Linked DNA regions of Mus musculus: regions 2 and 3 are each linked to region 1. Evidence: chromatin contacts called from public HiChIP or PLAC-seq data. All regions are on one chromosome and are shown on one strand. The core of a region is the stretch at or near the end of the contact, and the rest is flanking DNA. Distances in the headings are between cores, read along the strand shown. Region 1 overlaps Bmp2k (BMP2 inducible kinase). Region 2 has its middle 23 kb from the start of Gm33100. Region 3 overlaps Anxa3 (annexin A3).

Evidence for each region. HiChIP or PLAC-seq counts read pairs in DNA pulled down with a chosen protein or histone mark.
Region 2: a contact with region 1 is called in an H3K27ac HiChIP or PLAC-seq map of microglia, with 4 times the contacts expected there. The contact joins two enhancer-like sites. A contact is called at or near these places in 7 of 484 Hi-C or Micro-C datasets (the G1E-ER4 cell line, Sertoli cells, bone marrow-derived macrophages and 3 more), 6 of 115 datasets of contacts at active chromatin or transcription factors (Th17 cells, cardiomyocytes, double positive thymocytes and 3 more) and 2 of 9 other capture datasets (adipose tissue and liver).
Region 3: an H3K27ac HiChIP or PLAC-seq map of microglia shows a contact between it and region 1, with 4 times the contacts expected there. The contact joins two enhancer-like sites. A contact is called at or near these places in 2 of 484 Hi-C or Micro-C datasets (bone marrow-derived macrophages and granulosa cells), 2 of 115 datasets of contacts at active chromatin or transcription factors (epiblast stem cells and microglia) and 2 of 9 other capture datasets (adipose tissue and liver).

The regions. Positions count from the first base shown.
Region 1 is chr5:97,023,206-97,026,514 of GRCm38.p6, forward strand. The region is part of intron 1 of Bmp2k (BMP2 inducible kinase); the gene reads left to right. Among named protein-coding and RNA genes, the nearest start is that of Bmp2k, 27 kb to the left of the region's middle. Within about 2 kb of position 1,841, at least 40 of the 459 cell types and tissues checked have an H3K27ac peak or open chromatin away from gene starts, as enhancers often do. A contact at or near this core is called in microglia, where this site is marked.
Region 2 is chr5:96,855,037-96,858,327 of GRCm38.p6, forward strand. No RefSeq gene overlaps it. Among named protein-coding and RNA genes, the nearest start is that of Gm33100, 23 kb to the right of the region's middle. Within about 2 kb of position 1,750, at least 20 of the 459 cell types and tissues checked have an H3K27ac peak or open chromatin away from gene starts, as enhancers often do. A contact at or near this core is called in microglia, where this site is marked.
Region 3 is chr5:96,809,514-96,812,814 of GRCm38.p6, forward strand. Anxa3 (annexin A3) reads left to right here. Exons shown (of 13, transcript NM_013470.2): 3 at 1,537-1,624. Among named protein-coding and RNA genes, the nearest start is that of Anxa3, 18 kb to the left of the region's middle. Within about 2 kb of position 1,723, at least 6 of the 459 cell types and tissues checked have an H3K27ac peak or open chromatin away from gene starts, as enhancers often do. A contact at or near this core is called in microglia, where this site is marked.

The DNA of each region.
Region 1 (3,309 bases), core at 591-3,090:
GCATTCACAACTTTCCTTTACAACATGTGGGCAGATTTAAGGACTTCTTCAGAACATTCTTACGCACAGGTAGAAGAATGTCAAAGAAATTAGCAAGTGTTAGTTTTAACAAGGGATTTGAGAAATTACCCCCTTTCCTTTATGGGAAGACTGAGCAGTTTTAGTAATTCAAAGGTTTTTTCATTTTGGTAGCATCCTGCTTCATGTTTAATACCCAATGAAATGCTGTATTAGTAAATAGTACCAGCTACACTGTGTGGTACAAACAGCAAGTGGTGAGAACTAAAGTTCATGCAATGAATAAGTCTAATTGTGTGAACATGCAGTATTTATGCAGTATGGCTTTATTGCATGATTCTGATATCTTGTAGTGACTTCCAAATTTTTTGACTTTTCCATGACTCCGTTTCAGTTTAATAATTTGTAATCAAGCCACCGGAACATAATCACCAGAACATAATTTGCTGTTTGATATGAGGGGAGTACTCTGGGGCTTATCCCAACTATGGGTGGATCCTGTTAGAATTGAAAGGAATTGCTTAGACCAAATATTGCTGAAACAAACAACCAGGAGAAAAGAATTGTTTTTACATTGAGGAGAACTTCTACTGATTGAAAGGAAAGGAAAAGTCTTAGGGAGAGAGAGAGATCCCAAGGACATGCAGTTGATCCATGGCAGAGGCCCACAAACTCAGGTAAAGATGCTTAAAGTGAGGGCTGGTGGCTCTCAGAGACAAATAGCAAACTGAGAGGCATTTCCTGTCAAATTCACAACACTTTCAGTGCTGTGGAGGTCTCCTGAGGGTGAAAGAAACCTGGCTGAGTTGCTTGCAACTAGAAGTTTCTTTGACATTTTAGCTAGTTGTTGAAAGCATTGAATTTGAATTTGAAGTCTGTTTTCCCTTTACTGACTTAGCTTGGGGAGCTTTTCTGTAGAAACAAAAGTTCCAGCCCTTAGGAATGTTGTGTTTCACTTCCCAGTACCAAGAAACAAACAAAACCAAAACCAGTTAGAACTGAGCTATCCCAGAAAGAAGTACAGCAACAGGAGGGCATTTAATGCAACATCATCAGAAATAACAACAAACAACCACACTCCCCAAGACACAGGTCACCTGAATGGCTTTTGTTATGTGATGGATTATATGTGCATATATGGTATAGTAATAGAATAGCTACTCGTTAAATCCTGCAGGGTGGCTCGATAGGTGCCAGCGTGCTTTTGCGGCTGCTGTGGTATCATTCTGTTAATGGTGGTTGTGGAAGAAGGCTGACCCTAAGACACATATGGTTGAGGGCTTTTCAGTATGATGGGACCCTTTGCCTAGTTCTGCTTGAACCATAGCCTTATGGTGCTGGATACTCAGTGGTCACCAAAGGTCGTCCTGAGATAGTGGCTCCATGTTGTATTATGCCAATGAAAATTTAAAAATGCCAACTCTGGTGAGAATATGCAAAGTGGAAGCAAGCTTTGTTTATAGAACACCGAGAGATTGAGACATAGTGAGAAGCTAAAGAAAAGAGAGAGACTCCTGAGAGATTGAGGAGTTTCCAAGAGAGGAAAAGGCTACTGAACTGCTCTGTTTAAGGTTTTTGTGGGAAAACTGGACAAGAGTGGAGGCAAGCTCTGTTGGGATTAGTTAACTCTCTGGGCTAACAGGGACTGAACCAAGAGAAGGCTGCATGCTCTGTGCTCTGTGTGTCCCTTTACTTAGCCCAGTCAGGGAGATGGCTGTGCATGTGCCTTGTTTCTGTGTCCTCTGCCCAATTCGGGGTGGCTGAAGCTGCCTCTGTCCTTCTCTGACTCAAGCTTTGTTGCTCCTGACCTTGACTTTGTGCTGTGAGTCACTTGGGCAACATTTGGATTTCCAGCCTTGTATCTCAAGGTTGTGCCTTAGACTGTCTCGTTGCTCTCACGCTCATGTGACTAGGCATGTTGCTCCTCGATGGTGCAGTGTCGCCTCTCTCCCAGCCACCACCATGTAGTTCTCTTGGTTACCCCATATTTAGCTTCCTGTCTAGAGGTGGTCTAACGTGGTCTCTTAGGTGGAAGCTTCTTGTTAGAAGTGGTCTTAGAACTTAGAAGAGAAGGACACTATCTTAGCTAGGGTTAGTGTGGTGATGAAACACCATGATCAAAAGCAACTTGGGTAGGAAAGTATTTAAGTTAGGTTTTCACATCATAGTCCATCATTGAAGGAAGGCAGGACAGGAACTCAAAACAGAGCAGGAACCTTGGAGGCAGGAGCTGAAGCAGAGGCCATGGAGCGGGGCTGCTTACTGGCTTGCTCCTCATGATTTGTACAGCTTGCTTTCTTATAGAATCCAGGACCACCAGCCCAAGTATGGCACCACCCACAACTGGGCTGGGCTCTCCCCTATCGATCACTAGTTAAGAAAATGTCTACAAGCTTACCCGAAGCCTGATCTTATGGAGTCATTGTCTCAATTGAGGCGTCCTCTTCTGTGATGACTGTAGCTGTGTCAACTTGACATAAAGCTGCCAGCACAGACACTTGCACCTTATGTGCCTCTAGGGCTTTGTGGTGGCCATCTGTCCAGCTGCCAGTGGCCCAGAGCCCTGGCCACTTCTCACCTGTCCAACTTGATTACGTCATACTCAATTCCAAGCCTCTGATTCGTCACCTCAGTGTGTCAGATGCTGCTGTTGCAACTCTGTCTTCTCTTTAACCAGCCTCTGTTTTCACTGTAGCAGTGTGAGCAGCTTACAGTGTTCGCCATGGTCCTTTCTACTACCAATGAAGAGCTAGCTCATACATGCATGGGAACACTCGTTAGAACAAGCAAACAAACGAAACTCATGTGTTTGTGTAATAGCTTGTAAAACCTAGGTAGAATTATCTACCAAAGCCTATCATCATTTAATTTTATGATCTTGTGTGTGCGAATAGTGGGGAGAGGGGAGGGAACACCTCAGTTCAGTGTTACATAAATTGTTTCATACAAGAACCCTGAGAGAGCGAGGTTTTTCTCTAGAGTGTAGATCTAAGAAGGGAAGTGACTCTGGGTTAATAAAGTCAGCAGTCGCTTTCACTGACACATGTACTTAGGCCAGTGTACCCTTATTCTCCTGTCAGGTCTGTATCCCTTGCAGATTCTCTTGTGCATTTTGAAAACATCTAGAGTGTCTCATATTTTCCAATAATAGCACAAGTTTAACAGTCATGCCTTTAACGTTTTAACAAAATCAACATGCCTATAAGAAAAACATGTTACAGAATGTTCTATACCAGAAAGGAGTCTTAAATGAATGTGAGACTCTTATCTTAGATTTGATAAAATAATTGA
Region 2 (3,291 bases), core at 500-2,999, 170 kb before region 1:
AAGGCAGGAGACTCTAGATCAAGAATATACTTGGTCTGGAGATTAGGTGCTTCAAAAATGGCAAATGAAGATACTGGATAGAAGGTTCTCAAAGAACCTACTCGTGCTTTTGAAGGAAATGTTTAGGGTAATGTGATCCAGAATTTACTTCTGTATATTTTCTGCTGTCCATTTTCATATCATTTGCATGCCATGTTGATAGCCTCCAATTTCTGCATCTGAATTGTCTTGAATGCATTGGGTTTGGAATCAGATCAGTCTGGGCTCAGATCTTGGCTTTCTACTTAACTACAACAACGTGTATGTAAATCAGTATGTAATTGGCAAATACTCCTCTCTTTGCAACCTGATACTTCAGCTACAAGTAAGTCCTTACCCAAAAGAGTTATGAATATTTAATGACATGAAGAGTATTAGAAAGTTAACTCAATAAAATTCAATTAGTGGAGAAAGACATAAAATCATTTGCCCTGCCATACTAACCTGAGGTGGCCAGAAGAAAGATACCTAAGCAACTACCTAGGGCATCACTACCACAAATGAATGTGTGATGGAGAGATGGGAAGATGGAGTTTGTGGTGGTGAGATAGAGGAAAAAGCAAAGCCAAGGGGTTTGTATACTATGGAGAAATATGGAACTGGAGACTGAACAGCAGCAAGATGAGGAGGCCATGGTGGTCTCCACATGGTCTTAGCCCAGGTCTCTGCCACAAAAGGCCATGTCTGGATTCATGATGCAGCTAGGGTCTGTGTCATTGTCTGTGGCCTGAGTTACCACCAAAGGTGAAAACCATGTGGATGTCTGAGGGTGTGCTGGCATGGGGGTGAAGGGGATGATGTACTGATCTGAATAGCGCATCACCTGAGGCCATGGGACATCCAGGCCCAGGTTGTTGCTAGGGATCATGTCTGGGTTCATGGTCCTAGGGCATCATGGGTCTGTGTTGATGTCCCTTGGGCATGCAAGCGCTGGCTGGCTCTATACCTTGTGGGAGATGTTCTCCCCTTCCTTACCTCTTTCCAGCCTTGGCCCTGAGGTTATGAGAGCAGAAGAGCTGTCTCTGCCCCTCACTGATTGTAGCACTAAGGAGTGTGGGCTCTACACCTTGCCAGAGCAGCACAGTACAGCTGACTCTGGTGGCAGGGGTGCAGATGAGCCAGGCCCAAGAACATGAGAGCAGGAGATTTGACCCTGCCCCTCGCTGAATGCAGCATTAAGTGAGCTAGCCTGGGAACTACTGGAGAGCTTGCCCCAATGGTATGGGCCTAGGAAGACTAACCAAATCATCTACCTCCCAGGCCCAGATCCAGAACCAAATAGGGCTTTGAGTTGTCCTACCCCAACATCTACCCCATCTATGATCTGCTAGAGCATGTGAAAGGGCTGGACCAGCAGAGGCAAAGCTAGAGCATCTCCATGATACAGGACAACAACAGGATATCTGAGAGGGGTGAAGACCCAGTATTGATAGTGTAACAGAAGCCAGAAGCCTCAAACCAGACTAATGATTCATTGCCATAAACATTTGCAAGTAAAGATGTGTGACAGAAGGATACACTGTGTGACACACAGTGACACACGACAGATGTTTTGTTTTTTTGGTTGGTTGGTTGGTTGGTTGGTTTGATTTTTTACTTTTATTTTTTATTTTCTTTAGGGAAGAGGTTACAAGGGTGGAGCGCGAGGGCAAAGACATGAGTGGGATAGGGGAACATGATGTGCAAGAGGTTTCAGAAACCTTACTTAGTAGTCTGGGGACATGACTCAGTGGGTAAAGTCGCTGTCTGGTGAGCAGAAGCCCTGGAGTTTAGTTCCTAGTACTATGTAAATCAGCAGGAAGTGTTCAGCAAACAACTGAAGAAAAAAAATAAATACAATTTATTTTAGTCTCTCAGTAAAATATCTCTAAATCTTTGGGGGACGTCTTTGGGGAAATATCTCTTTCATAAAGGGAATCAAACACGTATAGTTTCATGATTACCGGACTGGACAACAGATTCACGCTCAAGCCAGGACAGCACAGGTTTCTATTGTTGCAGATAGCTGTGTGGTTCTGGTAAGTCAGTGTAGCTGCACACTTGACCCAGTGCCTTCACCCTGTAAAGTGCTCCATAAGTGCTAGCCATTGTTCTCTGGCTCCATTTGGAAAACTTACAATGGCTTGTACTCATTCATTTGGGGGATGTAGGATGCTGTGAAGTTCTCTTGAGTTTGCAATTCTGAGAGAAGATAAAAGTTGACCTCCTGGTAATTCCCCTCCTGCAAGCCTTGCTTTATGAAGCACGGAAAGTACCCCCAAATTTCTTTTCAAAACTACCCAGTTAGTGAGTAGACTCAGACCCTCCCACTCACTCTCTCAACATCTCCTCTAGTCCCTGAGAACCAAGTGAGATTGGTGACTTTGTACTTAAGTCACTTTGCTGCTCTGTTGTTTCTTCCAGTTAAAGTAAGTCTTTCCTGATGACATCTTCTCCGCCATGAGTAGCCCTGCTTAGAGACTACAGTCTGCGTGTTCTTCCATCACCTTTTCAATGTCAAAGAGGGAGAGTTTCAAAGAAGGGCAGTTACCCAATAGCACTAATGTTAAATGGCTGCTGTGTGTTGGGCTAATCTTGTGTGCACTGTGTCAAGGTTACCTTTGTATTATTCAAGTGCTGATTCTGTATGGGCAGAGATTTGAACACCGGAAGGCTTTATATTGTTATTTTTATGACATATCACCTATCTCTGTGTTATGTAAACATCTTCTCCATCGCCTTCTGACTGGTTTACTAAATGGTAGAGCAGCCTATAGCAAAGCAGGAGAGGAAAGTTGTAACTTCCGGGTAGAGATGGGAATTCTGGAAACACACACACACACACACACACACACACACACACACACACACACACACACGGGAAGGTGCTGGAACTGAAGGAGAAGTAACTAATGAGCCACATGGCAGAATTTAGATCCGAATAAATGGGTTAATTAAGTTATACAAGCTAGTTGGGAAATAGCCTGAGCTAAGGCCTGAGCTATCATAAATAATAATTGTCTCTGTGCCATTACTGGGTGGCTGGTGGGTCTGAGGCAGTCTGGGCAATAGCTGCAGTATGCTTGAAAAGGAAATGCCAGACTTCAACCCAAGCCAGCCAAACAATTCATCCAAACCACACTGTGCACACAGGAAAACTGGTTGTCTGCACCTCCTTCCAGTCTCTCTGGGTGCAACTCTAAGAGGGTGAAAAGAGCCACAGTCCCAAGTGGCTTTGCTAGCCCTAGGGTTGCACTAAAGCAACTGGTGTGG
Region 3 (3,301 bases), core at 473-2,972, 210 kb before region 1:
ATAGTAATGAAGTCAGTTGTCTCTGCCAGTTTATAAAGCTTATTAAGCCTTGAACTCCAAAGAATTATGTTAAAGCGACTGATTAAGTCACTTCCATTGTCTTTAGACCTGGCACATTCTAGCTTGTTAGTTTTCATTTTTTCCTTTGGAGTGCTTTAAACAATGTTTGACAACATTGAAACAAATTGTTCCATCTCATCTATTGAGTCAGCAGACTCTCGTCTCTACCGTGCCAGTACATTAATTTTCCATTCACTTTAATGTGACAAGATAATGTCCTTTCATGAAAATAGACACTTCAGAAGAGCGTAGATGTGACCATATTAATTCACAACAACACCATCAATACCATTCAATAACAGGGTAGAAAGTCCCCGTTTAAAAAGAGAATGTCAGATGTTACTGGGATTGGTGCAGATTTTTATTTGAAAGGTCAGAATATACTATATGAGGACATGGTGACTTTGAAGATCTTCAGCATCCTTTTGGCTGTCATGTAGTTCTTCAGCAATTTCAGAATATTTTATTCTTTTGCAATATGGTCTTTCTTAGCTCACTGTCGTGTTTCTAATTTAAGTGCTTAAAATTAGTAATGTAGCTATTTAAAAAAATATATACTCTATGCTATTCTTGAAGCTCCAAGATGTCAGCAGAGTTCTCAGACAAGAATCTTGGGGCAACCATCACATGTCCATCAAGCAGAACATAAAAGACAACAGTCTTGATAGCATTTTTGTTTATTAATTCTTTAGAGTAGGGTTCCCCAAGCACAGTGGTCAACATCAGTTTACACATCCCAGCATCTCCAGTCCACAGCTGCTCACATCCTCAATGTGAGATGTGATTGGCAGCTTACTCAGAAGCCTCACTGGGGAATACGGTGGATGAAGAGAATTTAAGTTTTCTTATATTTTATATCTATATGTAGGAACTTTAAATCCTGCAGTCTTCAGAGTCTCTGATGTTGAAACAGCTCATTGCCCTAGAGGAACAATGTTTTATATGTGCAGTTTGTCCCACCTTGGGGGCCTCTTTCTACGTGTAGTACAAGTATGTCTAGGGATGGGAGATCTTGCACTATGCCAGGAACAGCAAGAACCCGGGCTGCCACAGGTCTCGCCCATGCTTATGCCCTACTGGACTGGGAAGATGGCTCAGCAGTTAAGAGCACTTGCTGCTTTTCCAGAGGGCTTGGAAGTTCTGCTCTGTGCTCCTAACAACTTAAAAAGCTTTTGCTCCAGGTATTTAGTATGCAAATTCAGAGCCTCAGGGATCCTTTCTGGAACTGTGCCAGTGCACTGAGCTCAGACAGGATCCTCTGAGCATGCTGCCTGTGGGCTGTATGCAAGCCTGGTTCAGTGAGCCCTCATTTAGTCACACACAGAGTCGACAGAAGGCAGTGGAATTAAAAAAAAAAAAAAACATAAACGCCTTTATACAATTTCATCAATGACCATGTGAGATACACATTTAGTCTATACGTAACTCTAGTATAAATAAAAATGTGGCTTTGAACTAGCAGAACTTTCCTTCTAGGTTGGACCTCGAGGAACCATAAAAGATTATCCAGGCTTTAGCCCGTCGGTGGATGCCGAAGCTATCCGGAAAGCGATCAGAGGACTTGGTGAGTGGAGCTTTTCAGCTCCTCCTGTATGGCTGGTAAGACCAGCCAGGAAAGTTCCTGTCTAAAAAGCCGGTTGGCCCAATTTGGATCCTGAATTAGAGAAGTTGTCAGGGGATATTTTAAAGTGTGAAGCAATGAAGAAGAGCATGAGAGCTGAGTCTCTCAGTACATAAAGCATTTGTAATGTTTGCTCGATTAAATCCTACCAGCACCACAACAGCTCCTTCAACTGCTTATCACCATCATGATCACAAACCATGATGGATTCGGTCCAGAACAGTCTTCCCAGGTTCTATTTCACCCCATTACCTAGAGAAAATCATCTTTCTAAATTAGACTTTACACTTCCAGTACCACAGCTACATGCCTAAGTACGTACTAGTTTCTATAGTTTCAACCGGTAAAACCAGAGAAGTGCACCATCCGTTCTTTGACCGACTGTTTTTACCTCTTTTTTTTTTTTTTAAGATTTATTTATTTATTTATTTATTTATTTATTTATTTATTTATTTATTATATGTAAGTACACTGTAGCTGTCTTCAGACGCACCAGAAGAGGGCATCAGATCTCTGTTACAGGTGGTTGTGAGCCATCATGTGGTTGCTGGGATTTGAACTTCGGACCTTTGGAAGAGCAGTCGGGTGCTCTTACCCCCTGAGCCATCTCACCAGCCCCTGTTTTTACCTCTTAACGTAATGTTTTTGAGATTTATTCATGTTGATAAGTTTGGCTCTGGGTCATTAATTTTAACTTCACAGTAGTCTATTGTATATTATATCATAAACTGGAAATGTTGATGAAACATTCAAATTGCCTATAACTCTTTTCTATTACAGTGCAAAAGTCCTTGGTGAATGCTCCCGCTTAGACTTCACTGTGCACAGTTGCTAGTATTTCTCTAGGACAGGACAGGAGTTGTGAGTTCTGGGTGGAGATGGCCAGAATTCTTATTTTTAAACTAGAAATTTTGCCAAATCGCTCTCTGGCGTGATTATCAAAATTAGTAGTACTCTTGGGCCTGGAGATAAACTTTTCTAAGTAAAATCTCAAGCCACAGAAACATCCTCCTCCGCTTAGTCCATCTCCTGGACAATGTTTGCATCTCCCCTCCCCCACCCTACCCCTGCCACAGGAAAGTATCATGCTAACATTTTAACACTATCACCCAGTTTTAACATTAACAAAAACAAGCTTAGTAATATTTTCCCTAGGATTCACATCTACTGTACCATTTTAATCGTAAAGTCATAAAGCCCTTCTGCATTTCCCTCCCAGGTTTAGAAGTCCTGCTTTTTTCCTGTTTACTTGATCATCAGTCTACAAGGGGTTGACATATGGGAGGAGCACTTAGAGATATCCACCTATTTGATCTCTAATGAACATTTAATTGTCTCAGCACAGTTCTTCATGTTCCTTTCCGTCTGCATAGGAAAGAGTAGACATGGATTGACTTGACTGGGTTTTATTTTTCCAGCCCTCAAATCACCTAAATAAACTTCCTTTTCAAAAAACAAACAAACAAACAAACAAACCAATCAAACAAACAAACAAACTGCAAACACTCAGATTCTAACCCAGCAAGAAGCTGGAAACTTAAAACTTAAAAAGCTTTCCTGACTGAACTTGTTTTGGCCCCCTGAATCTGTTGTTTGAAACAGATAAGGAGAATCCTTGGC